Linked DNA regions of Mus musculus: region 1 is linked to region 2. A link is a contact called in public Hi-C data. All regions are on one chromosome and are shown on one strand. The core of a region is the stretch at or near the end of the contact, and the rest is flanking DNA. Distances in the headings are between cores, read along the strand shown.

Evidence for each region. A called contact is a pair of places that touch in the nucleus more often than the background predicts.
Region 1: a Hi-C map of cerebellum shows a contact between it and region 2, with 2.5 times the contacts expected there. The contact joins two enhancer-like sites. A contact is called at or near these places in 3 of 484 Hi-C or Micro-C datasets (the N1E-115 cell line, cardiomyocytes and cerebellum).

Annotation. Positions count from the first base shown.
Region 1 is chr3:56,765,507-56,773,209 of GRCm38.p6, reverse strand. No RefSeq gene overlaps it. Among named protein-coding and RNA genes, the nearest start is that of Gm32237, 71 kb to the right of the region's middle. Within about 2 kb of position 5,924, at least 1 of the 459 cell types and tissues checked has an H3K27ac peak or open chromatin away from gene starts, as enhancers often do. A contact at or near this core is called in cerebellum, where this site is marked.
Region 2 is chr3:55,518,724-55,526,145 of GRCm38.p6, reverse strand. The region is part of intron 16 of Dclk1 (doublecortin-like kinase 1); the gene reads right to left. Among named protein-coding and RNA genes, the nearest start is that of Gm31796, 21 kb to the left of the region's middle. Within about 2 kb of position 2,210, at least 30 of the 459 cell types and tissues checked have an H3K27ac peak or open chromatin away from gene starts, as enhancers often do. A contact at or near this core is called in cerebellum, where this site is marked.

The DNA of each region.
Region 1 (7,703 bases), core at 4,675-7,174, 1.2 Mb before region 2:
TGTGAATGGACTCCATCCCCCTCAACAATTTTCACTCAGAGTGGGTTTGATTGGAGTCCTCCAGCCATGATGGAGACAAGACTGCTAAGTTGATGGTCCAGAAAAAGTCAAAGCTATTAGTAATGAACAAGTAGGGTTATTGGCTCTAACCATTTGCAGAGGCCAGAGGTTAGCATCAAATGCCTCTCTCTATTAGTCTCTATCTTTTGAGGCAGTGTCTCTCACTGAACCTGGAACTTATTGATTTAGCTTGGCCACGCAGTAATCAACCAGTCTCCCTCACCCTACTGCTGCCATTAGAGCCTCACACTGCCACACCAGCTTTTACATGTGCATCGGGCATTCAAATTCAGGTACCCATGCTTGCACGTCAGGTACTTTACAAGCCGAGTCATCTCCCTAGATACTACTTATCCTGCATAGGTGTTTCCACATGGTCTGTTCACATCCAGATTTTTAAAAATAGTCTTGTTTAGGCCTCAGACATTTAAACATTAAATTTAGACATTTAAATGCAAAACTTTCTGAATACTCTTAAGCTCTGACTGTATCTGATTGTTCAAGTTTATTTACATGTCTATTCCTGTTTCTGATCAGCACAGATCCTAGGCGTGTTCATTTATTATTTATTTACACCCTTTTTAGACCCAGGAATTCCTATTCAAGGAAAAGATAGTAATTTTTCTCAAGAGGTAATCAGAGTGAAAGGAAACACATGTTGGGTTTAACTGACATCAGTCCATGTTTATGGAGCCATTGGTTAGTCTCATGTTCACATGTCATCATGCTCTGGGCTTAGATCAATGTAACATTGCCCCCATATGATTGTGGAAAATCACCTCAGAAAAGCTAAACTTCCATAATAAAATAAGATATTCCCCAAATACAATTTCATTCTTTGCCCCTCCTCAAGGGCACTCTGACCCGTGGCCAAGCCATACCAGTTTTCATCAAGACTAGCTGGGAAAACCTGTAGCGTAAAGCAACAAGAAGTCTCTAGGTGTATTCCAGAGTGCCAGTAGGATTGTACAAACAGCCTTCACTTGCACTTACAGGCACTAACCCGCATTTAAATGAGGGGTGTACCAACAGTTGAACATGTTCAGATCTGCATCTGCCTCTCCTCAATACCCTTCATCCTTCCCCTGTCTTCCTCATTTTCTCTTATTCCCACACATCAATGTACCTTCTTGTCACAGAAGAAAATATGCTTACATATTAAGTTACTCAAAAAACATTTGTTAAAAAAAACTAGTATGTGTCAGGCTCCCGGGTATCTTATTATCCTGCTTATTTAGCAGGAGATGTTGACATGGAAAACACTGATTAAATATTACTTTATATGCTCTCAGAATTTACTCAAGGCATTGATGTCATGCAAAGCTGAGTGAGAAAGTATGCCTGGGAGAGAGATAGGAGACCAGAAGAGAATCAGGAAAAAGAAACGTTAGCTGGGAAGGCATATAGCATACCACAGAGGGTCATTTTGGCTCATCATCCAAGGAAACCCAAATTTGCTAATGTTCTTCTCCTGATGTTCCCTAGGACATGGAAAGAGAACTACATGGAGCAATGCAACCCCACACTCACCCTGTTCACTGTCTTAGTCTGTCTATGTGATCTTCAGTATTATTGACCAAAAACATCTAGTCGTAGAAACTGAGAGCCAGCTTTAAGTTCAGTTTTCCCTTCATATTCAACATTGTGTGATCACAAGGCCAAGTACACTTCACTTAAGGAAACTCCATGGGAGCCATTCTACCTTCTTCACCCAAGTTCTTGTCTGCTATCTCTTGGATTGGTAGAGAAGACTGTCTCAAGTCTCACACATTCTTTGCTCTCCAACAGCATGAATGCCTCCCTCTGTGAAGGTCATGGTTAAGTCAAGCTGCAGTGTCCCACGATGGTCACAATCTACATTAATACACCCATTCTACTCTTTGTGTGTATGTGTGCATGTGTACATGTATGTGTGTGCGCATGTGTGTGCCCTTTAGCTTTTTGCAGCTAAAAATTAGCTTTATCTAGTGTAAAACAATGCTCTGACTTATCTTAAGTACTACCTCTACCATTTATCTTTTCGTTGCTTGCCTATTTTATTTATTATTTATTTTTATTTATGTATTAGTGATACTAGGAAATAAACCCAAGGCCTTATGAGTCACAGGCAAATAGTTTAGCACTGAGAAATAGCCCTTGCCCATCCTTGATATTTCATTTGAAGTCTTACTAAGTTACCCAGGCTGCCCTTGAATTCACTCTGCAGTTTAGATGGGCCACTGTCTTGTAATCCTCCTGTCTCAGACTACTGAATAGGTAGGATTGGAGGCCTGTACCACCATGCCTAGCCTCATCTTCATTCAAACACAGCACAATGAATACCAATAATTTATATAAAGTATAAACACAGTGAGATATCCACATAGATTTGTTTTATTGTTTGTATCATGACTTGCCCTTTAGCATAAGGATTGGTTCCTTATTTCTAAATTTATTGTCTTGGCCCTTAAAACTGCAGGCATGATCATATTTAATATCCCTCTATTCTTTTGTTGTTCACCATCTTCAATCATCAGAAATATCCGGTAACTTACAAATGCAAATTTCCAGACCTCACCCCAGACCCACAGCATTAGAAACTTTTAGGTGAGGTCCAGGACTAGGCATCCTGTCTCTGGTTCTCAGGCAGACTAAAGTCTGAACACTGCATGGCTTCCCTTTATGCAGTGGAACAGCCTCTTTGTTTCCCACTCACCATTGTAGTCCAAGTCCCTTCAGAGACATGGAACACCCTCTCCCTTGATATAACTTGACACAGAGTGGCAGTACCACAATTAACTGGTGTTCAGTTCAAAGTCATCGGCTGCTATTGAAATTGAGTACCGTTATTTTCCAAGGATAGTATTAGCTTCTTGCTGGGTGCTTGCCTGTTCCTAATGAGTACCTTTGATCTTGCCCATATCCCCCATTAAAATCTTTCAAGTTAAAAAGTTCTGATTATGCCATCTGTTACTTGTCAGCAGTCTGACAGACAGACACGGTGTTATATGACTATTTATTTCTGTGAGGAATCATACAAAGGGGTGGTACAAAGGGGGAAAATGTTAGTGGTGTACTTTAGGGCTTTGGTTATTTGACAGTAAAAAAAAATCTTTCTACACTTTTGCAAAGAAATAGCTGGGCATATTGTCTACATTTTTGGTGTCAGAACTGTATTAAGAAGTCCTTTATGCATATACCTCCTATTTAACTTTAATCACCATCTTGAGGTTTTCATTATTTCAATTTTGCTGGAAATCAAGGTTCTGAACAGCTATAGCATGCATCAGGTCATATGACAAATGCAGAGTTCTTAACCATCACATAGACCTCAACACTGTCCCTTTTGTACAGGGTGTACACACCTGTACAAAAGGGACAATATTGAGGTCCACCCTACCTGAATTGTGGCACAGGGATGCAGTTACTGGTCAGATCATAAATACAGAGGGAGAAAGAAGTGATTAAAGGTACTGGGAACAAAGCAGGCATCCAGCCTGTGAATAGGATGCCTGAAAGCTGATGTCACTAGTCTGTAACAAAAGTGTATGATTTTTTTAAACAGTGTACTAGAAAGGGCCAGGGCTGTATCTCAATGGCAGATCACCTGCTCAGTATGTGCAAGGCCCTGAGGTCCATTGTTAGCACCATACTGAAGAGAAATCATGTTGAACAAACAGAGAAAATTTTGTATTCATTGGAATCATCCACACAAGTATCATTATATGGACTCAACTGGTTATATTTAGGAATATATATTTATATACAAATACATGCATGGGTACAATGACAATTTATGAGAAAAGAGGTTATAAAATTGAAGTGGAGAGGAATATATTGGAGGTCTTGGAAAAGGGGGGAAAGGAAGAAATGTAATTAAAATCCAATCTCAAAAAAGGATGGAATACAAGAAGAAAATTAGATCATATTGCAAATAATTTTCTACCCAAAAGACAACTGGATATGATAAATATAAAGAGAGTCTGGTTAACAAATAGAAAGTGAAAAATTAAACTAACTTGTCAGTTCTATTAGCTATGGGCTTCCCGGTCTCATCACATTCTTGGATACGGGGCCAGCTATTAATAGATATTCCCTGACATCTTGACCAGGGAAGTAGTGATGGACAGGGCTGCACATTAATCTTTGTCACACTCACCAACCACATGTATCAACTTCCTTAGAGTACAGGTATCAGTGTTTAAAAATGACTACCAAGGATCAAAAATTTAGGGTAACCACATTGTGCCCCAGCATTCTATGATCAGCAACAATCTGAATCAATTCCTGTTGGTGAATGGATTGCATATGCAGATTAAAGAGCCTCATCTGAAATTTTTGGACCAGGAACTACTTCTGAAGATGGAGTTTTCTGGATTTGGGGAATATTTGTAAGAGTTTTATATGTTTAGCACTTTCCTCCAAAAAGAGTAAAAGCCAATAGACTTTTAACAAATAAAAAGTGAAAAATTGAACTAACTTGTCAGTTCTATTAGCTATAGGCTTCCCCGGTCTCCTCAGATTCTTGGCTAGTGGGCCAGCTATTAATACATTTGCCCCAATATATAGTTTTTTAAGCATGAAGTCAATGCACAAGTTCTCAGATTTCAGAACGTTGTAGAGTTCAGTTTTGAATGAGAAAAATCTCAACTTGTGTCAAATAAATAGGTGTCTATTGAATAAGGGGATAGTGGTTTTAACCAGCTTGAAATATGATATTCTTGAACATAGATGATTAAAGTCATAGATGACTAAGATGCTGGTAACACTGCCATCCCATATCATGCTCCAGGCTGAGCATGATATGATAGAAGGCTCCTTGGAGCAAGACAGTCAGAAAATTCACAAGTAATCTCTCAATTCGTGGTATACATCGCACCACGAAGGACGTGTGCAAATAAGGATGAAAAGTAATAGGATTGTCAAGGACATCTAAGAAAGAACCATTTGTTCACAAACCAGGACTGAAACTAAAATTCAAAATGATTATTCAAAAAAAAAAAAAGAGTAAGGCCTTTTGAGTCCTGTAATCATTAGTTTTTGTCAATGTGACACAAACTAGAGTCACCTTATAAGAGAAAACTTCATTGAGGAACCACCATCAGATTGGTATGTGGATGGAGGAGGGCCAGCCCACTGTTGGCAATGCCACCCCTAGGCAGGTCATCCTTGGTGCATAAAGAAGTAGGTTGACCAAGCCAGAGGAAGCAAGCCAGTGAGGCCCCTCCATGGCTCCTCCATGGCCCCTCCATGGCCTCTGCTTCAGTTCTTGCCTCCAAGTTCCTGCCTGAACTCCTTTTTATGACGACCTATAAGCTGTAAGATAAAATAAACTATTTCCTTCCCAAGTTGTTTTTGGTCATGGTGTTTATTACAACTATAGAAAGCAATTTAGGGCAAACGAAAAGAGCATCTAGACAAAATTTGAGGTGGTGAGGCTCTCTGTCTCTGTGTGTTTATCCAGTGTCTAGTGAGGAGCTAGAGGAAGGAGATGGACCTGAAATATAGACTGTACATTTCATACCATGAAAGGACCAAGATAATGACTGGCTTACCAGTTCTGTAGTTCTATGATTCTGTCGTATACCTTGTGTTAGGGAGGAGGTAGCAAGAGAAGGAAAGGGAGGAACCTTACCATCTTTGCTGGAGCACAGATCCAGCTCTTGGCAAGCTGTTCAGGGAGCCGTGCAGTCACCATGTTGGCAAGCTTGGCCTCCCTTGACTTTATAATCAAACGGTTTATGGTCAAGGATTTCCAAAGGAGATTAAAATGGAAGCACCACTGAAATCAGTTTGGGCTGCTTTTCTCTGCAGTACTTAGGAAGAAGAGCCCCATTGGACTTGGCAGACAAAGCCAGAAATACTGTTTGGCCTAGATTTAGGAAGGGCTGCCAGGTAGAGAGGAGATTTCAATTGCTTTGTAGCCAAATTGGTAATTAAAGTGCCTGGATCCTGGAGACACATGGTGAAAAGCCCTGTGACATCATCGTAGTGGATGTCAGTGAGATTAATGAGCTCTGAAGCCAGTACTTCATCTCTGGAAAACACACATGCTTTATGAACTACTCCCCATGAACACAGATCAAATGCCACAGACTGATAAAGTGCTGTTCATTGAAATCAGAAATTGGTAACCATTTGATAGTTTCTTTGGGCCCGTTTAGTCCTTAAGAGCTCAAAAAATGGGGTGGGTGGGTATGGACCCCAATGTCCTACATCATCTGAGAAGTAGAGATGAAACATGCAAATACATTTTTCTTGCTGATTTTTTCTGAGTCCAATGTTAGCAGAGTGAATCTGGGCAGTTTCCTCTCCCCATGGCTAGCTGGGCTATAGTAGAGGCAGACCCAGAAGGAAACACAGAGGTAATGCTTTGGGTAAATGAATTGAAATGATCCTGAGTGTCACAAACTCCAGAGACTGAGCACTTTCTCCATGGCTTGTTTTAATTGAAACTGATGGAGCTGCAGAGCTGACAGCATTTCACATCAATCATCATAGGTCATACTCTTTCAAGGGCAATCACAACATTAATATAACAAGCAGGAAGTGAAATAATTAAAATTTAGCACATTGCCATATTGAAGTTTCCAAAATTAGTCTAAAGCACCTTTGCTCAGTTCAAATAAGCTAGCGTAGCAATACACAGAAAGAGGCACCTTGTTCCATTACATCAGCTATTCACACATGAAAAAAAAAGATTCTGTCTTTTCCTAATGGTAATATTGCTTACATTTAAATCTTCTCATTTCTAGTGATGATAATTTTTTTATGTTTTACCTGCCTCTCAACAAAATGTGTGGTCCATAGGATTACCAGATAGAAAAATTACAAAGAACTGGGAGTGTCAGGGAGAAAAATTATTCCCTTATGACCCTGGGAAGGTAAGTTCAGCCTAGAGAGTGTACACACCTGCATATGCTGGAGAGAAATCCACAGTGATGCCCTTCCCATCTCAATATATCTGGGTAGAAAGTAACAACATATCCAGGCTCAGCCTATGCTGAACCACAGGGGTAGGATCTGTAGCAGCATTAAATAGATCACTTTCCCCGAGGAAGTACATCTGATGCTTACAAAAGATAATAAGGAAAAAAGCTTGTTTGAATAATGAACAGTCCCCTGCACAGACAGCAATAGTTTTCAGGGAACCATATGCCAAAGTAATGAGACTGGGAGACCTTGATCTCAAAGCACAAAAATAGCAATAGTGTGGCAATAGCAGTGGCTCATCTAACCAAGACAATGAGCAAGACGCCAAATCCTCAGATAAAAGCTGACTCTATAAAATGGTAGTCTATCTTTAGTGTAAATTTCTAATCTCTCTTTACATGGGGGGCGGGGTCATTTCACTTTCCATATAGAAATCCTATAGAGAGCTTCAAAACTATTAATGTCTTAAGAGGAAAAGAGGTAATGAGTTCCTCATATCTGCAAAGAATAAGTTGAGTAGATCATTCCCCTTGGACATAACAGGATCAGTAAGAGAGATCCCAAAATGGAACATCTAAGGGAGACATTTCAGACTCTGGACAGGAGTACTCGCAGAGAACAGGGAAATGTCCACCATGTCTCATGTCATAACAACCATTATAATCCTCATACTTTCCTATACAGAGTACATCCTGGAAGGGCACCATTCAAGCATATAGAGGTGTGTCCTG
Region 2 (7,422 bases), core at 961-3,460:
AGCCACAGACAACATGACAATGAGTGGATGTAGCTGTATTCTAATAAAACTTTAAAATTAAAACAGGAAGAAGGCTAGGCTCCACTCATGTGTTGCAGCATGCAAATCCTCTTCTCAAGGACAACATTTTAAACATCACTGAGGCTTTTTAAAAAAAAGTTTAAAAGAAGGACAGTGAAGTACAAATAGCTACCAAAGAGTATTTAGCAGATACTGAATTGTCCAGAACCCCAGAGAAAGGAATAGACTCTCTTTTCAATTCATACCACTTGGGAGAGGACTTAGGCTTCGTGGTTTTCTCTTATTTCTAGATACATGTTGAAGTTACAGAAAGGCATATATATGATGTTGAAATTCTCTCACAAGAGGCTTCTGAAAACCAAATGAAACAAAATCAAAAGGAAACAGCCAGCGGTGTGGCTGGGTGAAATATGCCCAGGTGGTTCTCCTGTGCTTCATTTATATATTTTTAACTTATTATTATTTTTTTTCTTGAGGCAAGGTTTACTGTAGAGTCCTGGCTGGTCTGGATTTTGCTACATAGACCAAACTGGACCCAAACTCATAGCGATCCACCTGCCTCTGCCTCTCACGTGCTGGGATCAAAGGCATGTACTACCACTCTCAGCTATTCCTGACTTTTTTTGCCACAGCAATAGCTATCAAGTGCTCTGGGGTTTCTGAACCTGGCCTGAGCCATCACTCAGGGGACATTAAGGGACAACTGCTGGACCCAATGCTCACTGTCCTCTGGAAGCCAAAAGTGTCACCAAAGTTTGACTGGTTTTGAAATTTGTCTGTGACTTGCTGGATGCTCTAAACTCACCCCCCCCACCCCACCCCCACCCCCCTTGTTACAGAAGAAGCCAGGGGTTGCGATGGGAGCTAGAAGGAGCGGTCAATCCCATGCTATCTGCTTGCCTCTGGCAGCCTCTGGCACTCAGCACAAGGTCAAAGCAACTGGCCACAAAGCAGGCCTCCTTGGGCAGAGATCTCAGTGTGCTGAGGGCACTATCTGGCTTCAATAGGGACACCTCTTTCAAACTGCACCCAGCAAGATACACTTAATAGACTCCGTTCCTTTTAACAGCCAAGCATGACGGCATTTAATAGCCTCCCAAAGCCAGCGCCTGGCTGCCAGGGTTTGCCTCATTACTCACTGTTTCAGGAGGGGCTTGAAACCAGTATGCACATTTTAGTCATGTCATGCCTGGGAACCCAACCAGTTTTGTCCTGTTTCACCTCCATGCTTCATCCTATTTAGCATTTTCAAAGGACTGGCCTCCTGTGTTTGTTTGTTTGTTTGGCTGGTTCTGTTTTTATTAACCAAGTTAGTTCATTTTGGTCACGGTCCTGATGGTCTGCATATACTTCAGATGCAGAAGTCTCTTCTGCGTGTTCTCGGCCATGATATGGGCCACGGGGGACATCTGCACTTGAGAGAGGTAGAAATGATGCAACTAGACCCACTTTGGCAGCGGGGAGGGAGGTTTAGAGCAGGGTGTGTTTTCTTGTGACTTGCAGCAGGGAGAAGCAATGTTTCAGGCCTCAGGGGGCATGGAATAGCCCAGCGAGCTTGTGGGCTTGGGCTTTGGGTGGTAAGGCCTCCTGGATAAATGGGCCAGCCAGAAAATGCAGCCCTGGCTGTAGGTAGAAAGCAGAGTTGCTGAGAAAGAATCAGGGGCATGAAAAAGAGAAAGAAGAAAATGGACACCCCCCCTCCATCCCATCATGTCTCCATGATCGATAAAATGTCTATTAAGAAGTCCTCACTGATTTGGGGCACTGCAAGGAGCCGGTTTTAGCAGCTGACACCCTCATGTGAGATACTTTGTAAGTGCAAGTGGGACCCAGGAGTACTCTGCCCAGAACAGTGTGAACAGCCACAAGCACTTACAAACACAAGCGCTGGGACTGGGGTCCTCTGCCGTCAACGATTGTTTATATTGAGGAGTTGGCCTGCCACTGTGGGTAAATGAATGCTCCCACTTCCGTGGAGATAAAAGGGAAGCATTTGTGATCAGCGAGGAGAGCGTGTTCATTCTGGGGCTAAATGGCATTATAAAACTTCCTAATTAAGCATAGACGGCAATGAGATTTTAGTGTCATGTCTCCAGTTTAGCTTTACATACTGTGTACGCTGTTTAGTGCAGCAGTAACTATAAACATTGTTGTTACTGCCCCCAGCTGGAAAGCAGAGCGGTTTATGTGTGGAAGAAGAAAGAGATAATCTCCCATCTGCTCCCGCCCGTTACTCAGGGATGTGTCATTTTGTCTGCCGATGGGGACTGTCGCTAGGCTTGCAGTTAGTCTTTTTAATACTGGATCACGTGTATTAATTATTGTGTTTACTTGACACTTTGCTTCTACCCTTAATTCTATAAGTTTTGTAATTCCTCAGAATGTTCCTTTTTCTGAGATTAGATGAATTTATGGATGCTTTAAAAAAAAAAAACAAAAAGAATACAAATAAGTCCAGATGTAATTAGACACACTTGAGGCCTGTTTTTCACCATCTATCAATTCTACATGTAGACGTCTGGCTGATCCGCCCCAGGACAGGACACACAGGGTAAGAAAGGCTGCATCCACCACTACGGCTCGATTTGCATAAAGTATGAAAGGGAGCAAGGCTAATCACCACAGGTAGACTTCTGCTTAGCCTTTGCCCCTGGCACAAAGCCACACTCCGGAAAGGCCCTGAAAGGGCACTGGAAAGGGCACTGAGTGTGCACAGCATGGGCGGTCCACTGGGGAGATCAGCATTTGTGAACTGTGTACCCTGCTGCACTCTCTTCAGTGCTGGAAAGTCAAAAGCTGGGTCTGTGTGCAGGCGAATCATAATTAACTCCCCCTCCCCCAGAGCTAATTTGCTTAGGTAAATGAAACACTAGATGTGGGATCCCCTCCCTTGGACCAATCCTGAAGGCACAAAGATCCCTTTCTGGGAAATCCTCTCACCGAGCCAGGGTGTTTTCCTATTATAAGCAGACCTAGAAACGATCATGACTTTGATCATGATTTTGGTTATTTGTCTGAATATTCTGCTTTTCTAAGCCCTTTGTTTTGAGACCCTAATTATAAAAAATAATTAGGAGCAATAATCAAAGGGGAAATGTATATGTATTATAATATATAAAGTATATATGTATCTATATACACATGAACATATATATATATATAATTTTTTTGTGGTAAAACTTGGCAGTCTGATCCATGAAATGGTGTCAGGCAGATACTGTGCTGCGCCAACCAACAGACTCTATTATTTGAAAAACAAATGCCAAAGCTCGGGGTGCTTTTTCCTTGGTGAGTGCTATAACATGGAGCTTTTACCTGGAGATCATTTTGGAGACATTAAGGTGAAGAGAAGTTCCCTAGAACTTCTCAGAGTTCATGTCTCAAACCATCGCAAGCCATCACGCTTGTGGGTAACTCTAGAGAGATACACACACAATGCCCCTGGCAGGAGACGCCAGCGCCATTGACTGGAATCGGAAACGAGGGGACAGAATTCATAAGCTGGTTAAACAAAGTCACACTTCCCATCGACCCCCTTGCTCAAGCAGAGAAGCCAACTAAAGAATCTGACAGTTACAAAATTCAGAAAGTAAATTCATGCAGGAGCTAGTACATAGAGGGAGGGGGAAGGGAACGGTAAAACAGAAACAAAACGAAAAGGTGGAGAACTTGAAAACACAAGCTTACTGACACACACAATGCATTCTGTAGCCCGCTGTATTGGGAGGCATTTCTACTGCTAAGGTGTAAATGCATTGTCTCACCGTCTGAGAAGGTTAAGGCTGGGCTGGGTAACTTTAAAATGACAGTATATACTTCTATAGAACACACACTGAAGTGCTGCTGTAGTTCCATTTATTACAGGGCAGGAGAGCACTGGAAACATCATTGCTGCAATCAGCAACAACAGGCAAAGGCTTTGGCATCAGCACGGAATATACTGTCCTTTTAACCGTAAGGGGAAATCGATACTGAGCATGTGCGATGGAAAGAAAGCCGGCAAATGTCAGTGTGAAGAATGGGTGAAAAAAAGGAATGAGGGGGTGTGGCATCTCAATCAAGATTAAAATGAAACCGATAAAGCAGCATATGGACTGGGTAACAAATCAAAAACATGTTTATCCACTGAAGGAACTGGTAAATGGAGACTGCCAGCACGTTGCCATGGAAACACTGACTGTTGAGCTGCACCATCTCATACCTTATCCAATACATTCCTGGTTGTTGGTAGTAGTCCAAAGACCCTGATCTCTTGATGGTAAACCCGTGGTCCAGCTGAGCAGAGAGAAATGGGGCAACTCAGTGGATCAACATTGTGTTCCAGAATTAAGACTCCAGTCCACGCTCTTCATTAACTACGTACGTACGCACGCACACACAGTGATGGGGCCTTTCCTGCAGAGCAGCTAGCTAATAACATAATCTGCACATTGAAAGTAAAATAAAAATAAAGAAACACAGGACCCTTACGAGTATCCTGAATGCCAATTTCATAGGGTAGACTTGTCTGTCAATCAGGTTTTTTAATGTTTATACATTTAACCATGCCCTCAATTTCAAAAGATATGTAAACACCTCTCCTTTTGTTATACAGTAGAAAATATATGGTTAAACTGAAATCATTGTTAGTCACTGTGAATACAGAGATTGAACACCCTCCCAGTAAGATCCAGTAGGCTTAAACTCATTTTTTGTTTCAGCTTTATAATTATGAAACAAAAGAGGAAAGGAATGAGGCAAAAATCATAAGCATTTAGATTTAAGAGAGAGTTGACCTATATCTACATCTACGTCTATCTGTCTATCTGTCTGCCTATCTATCTATCTATCTATCTATCTAATAATACTCCTGAACTAAAGAAGATTTAGTTTCTCTGGGAAAATAAAATGAAATAGAAACACAGAAAAGCTTTCCATGTACATTAAAAAGCATGTATGTACAGTTAAGTGCTTAGCATTAACAAAAGACACAGTAAATACTACACAGGTTAAGTTCCCACTACTGTCCATTCTGGAATAAGATGTTAGCTTTTGGCTACCTGGGAATAAAAGCCTCAACTCCTAAGCCCTGCTGCTTGCCTGAGCCCTGTTCTGCCCACCGAGGATGCACCTTGCTTCGGAAGAGAGATTCTGGAGTCTTTTCAAGTGTCTCACTGATTTGACGCTCCTGACAGATTCTACTTCTAATGCACAAAAGGCATTTCAAAAACACGCCAGGGTCCTAGGCGTTTAAACTAGGAACCACTCTGAGATTCGGTGTTCTGATTGGAAACTAGGCTATCCTAGCGTTTGGAGAAAGCAACATGAGGTTTTAATCTTCAAAAATGTATCATTTCTTTTCTTTTATGAAAAGAAAATTGTAGCACCCTTGCTCTCTGGAAGGTGGTAGGTTGGCCACAGAGAGGGCGACCAGTTACTAGTTCTCTAGTGCCATCTACAGGCAGACTGCCAGAGAGCAGGAAGCAAGGGCTATTGAACCCGGCTTTCCAGTACCACAATTACTAGCTGATTAGTATGGATTTGTTCAATTAGACTGAAATGCTCTATTTGCATGAGCAAAATTCAAAAGGACAATGTTAAAGCATTAGGAAAATTATCAACTAAAACAATAAACAGCATTAAATGGGGAAAAAAATTGAAAGTGGCATCTTAGTCATGGGTTTTTCATCAAGCTGCACAAATCTAATCATGCCCCTCCCCCCTCCGCTCTCAGAGAGGCCACCGTTAGAATGTCATCTCTAATTCCACTTCGTGTCTATACACTGTATTTTAATAACCTTTTGTTTCCTCTCTCTCTCTCTCTCTCTCTCTCTCTCTCTCTCTCCCTCCCCCCACCACCACTTGCCCAACTGCTATGAAAGCTGGCAGGACAATGGAAACCTTAGAGACAGAATATCTATCTCAGTTTCATGCACAGCCTCGGATGCTCCACTGACCACACTACCCGACTCAATGACGCTCCATCAACCTCCCTCCTTTCAGAACAGCCCGATGACTCCCAAGAGCTCCAGTTGATAATTACTCTCCCAGCCAACTTGGGACCCTTGTGGAGCCTTTGTATGAAGCCATCTTGTAGCCTTCTTTTGGTCTCAATAATGTTTGGAATGAGAAAGAAGGCAGCAGAGGGGGCAACACGAACAAGATCACGTGGTTCAGACCAGGGGGTCTCCTGTGTTTCAGGAATGGCACTTGTGAGCAGAGAGTGCTTGCTGAGCCCATAGGCACCTTTGTTCTTGTGTCTCTCAAGAAACAGAGTATGCCATAAACTCCTTTATAACCATTGCTACTTTGTGCCAGGTAGATTTCTCACTAAAGAAAGACAAATCCCGCATAGAGACCAATGCCATACCTATTTGTTTCCAGAAAAGGAAAAGGAAAAAAAAATCTACAAACTGATACTCCAATCTAATTTTTTAAAAAAATTCCAGGAGTGCACATAATTTTAAAAAAACTATGTAAGATAAAGTCAATTTAAAGTCAATTTCATAGCCTCAGCCTCCCAGGAACATACATTTGCTCAGAGGGGGAAAATCTGCTTGAAGGAAACTTATTTTTTACTTTAATTCATCAAACAGAAGTAATCACCATGTTATATTTGTTGAAGACATTCTTATCATGGGGGAATAAAACCAGAATTATTAAATTGTCAAGTGGCCTCTGTAGACTATACCATTTATAAAAGGTATTTATTTCACCTTCCACTAAAGTCCTGTCTCACAAAAGAGTACTGCTTTGTAGTCATACTCAAGAGTTTGAAAGGGAAGATTATTTAATGATAGGGGTTTTTTTTTTCCTTGTGATAAAACTGCTACTAGTAGTCTTTATACTTAGGATCAGAAACAAGTTTATGGAATTTGCCAGTGTTATTCTGAAAGTTGAAAGCAAGGCAGTCATATTGGTCAGCTTCTAATTCCCAGCTCCGCCCCACGCCTGGAAGCTTCGCAGGAGTCCTCGTAGAAAGCACATGCTGGTGTGGGAAATGCATCCTGGAGAAGAGGCATTGCAGACCCTTTCTTCTGACATTGATATTTTTCATACTTGAGATGTGATTGACAGGGGTTAACATAAAGATTATACCGAAGTGCTGTGTAATGCCTAAAGCGACTTAAAGACTCACTGAACTCATGTGCAATTTAGAGTTACAGGGGGGGCTTGACTGCCGTGGAAAATATGTCAGAGACAAACTGAGACCTCTGTATCCAAAATAGCATTCATGCTGGGTACAGTGAGCCACACTCAGGAGACTGAGACAGGAAGGTTGCTTCAAGTTTGAATGAAGCCAGCAGGGACTACATAGTGAGTTCTAGGTCAGCAGTGTGTACAGGGCCAGGAGCAAAACAAACAAAAACAAAAGAAAAACGATTGCATTCAAAATGGTAAAGTCCTGATGCTTAGAAAACG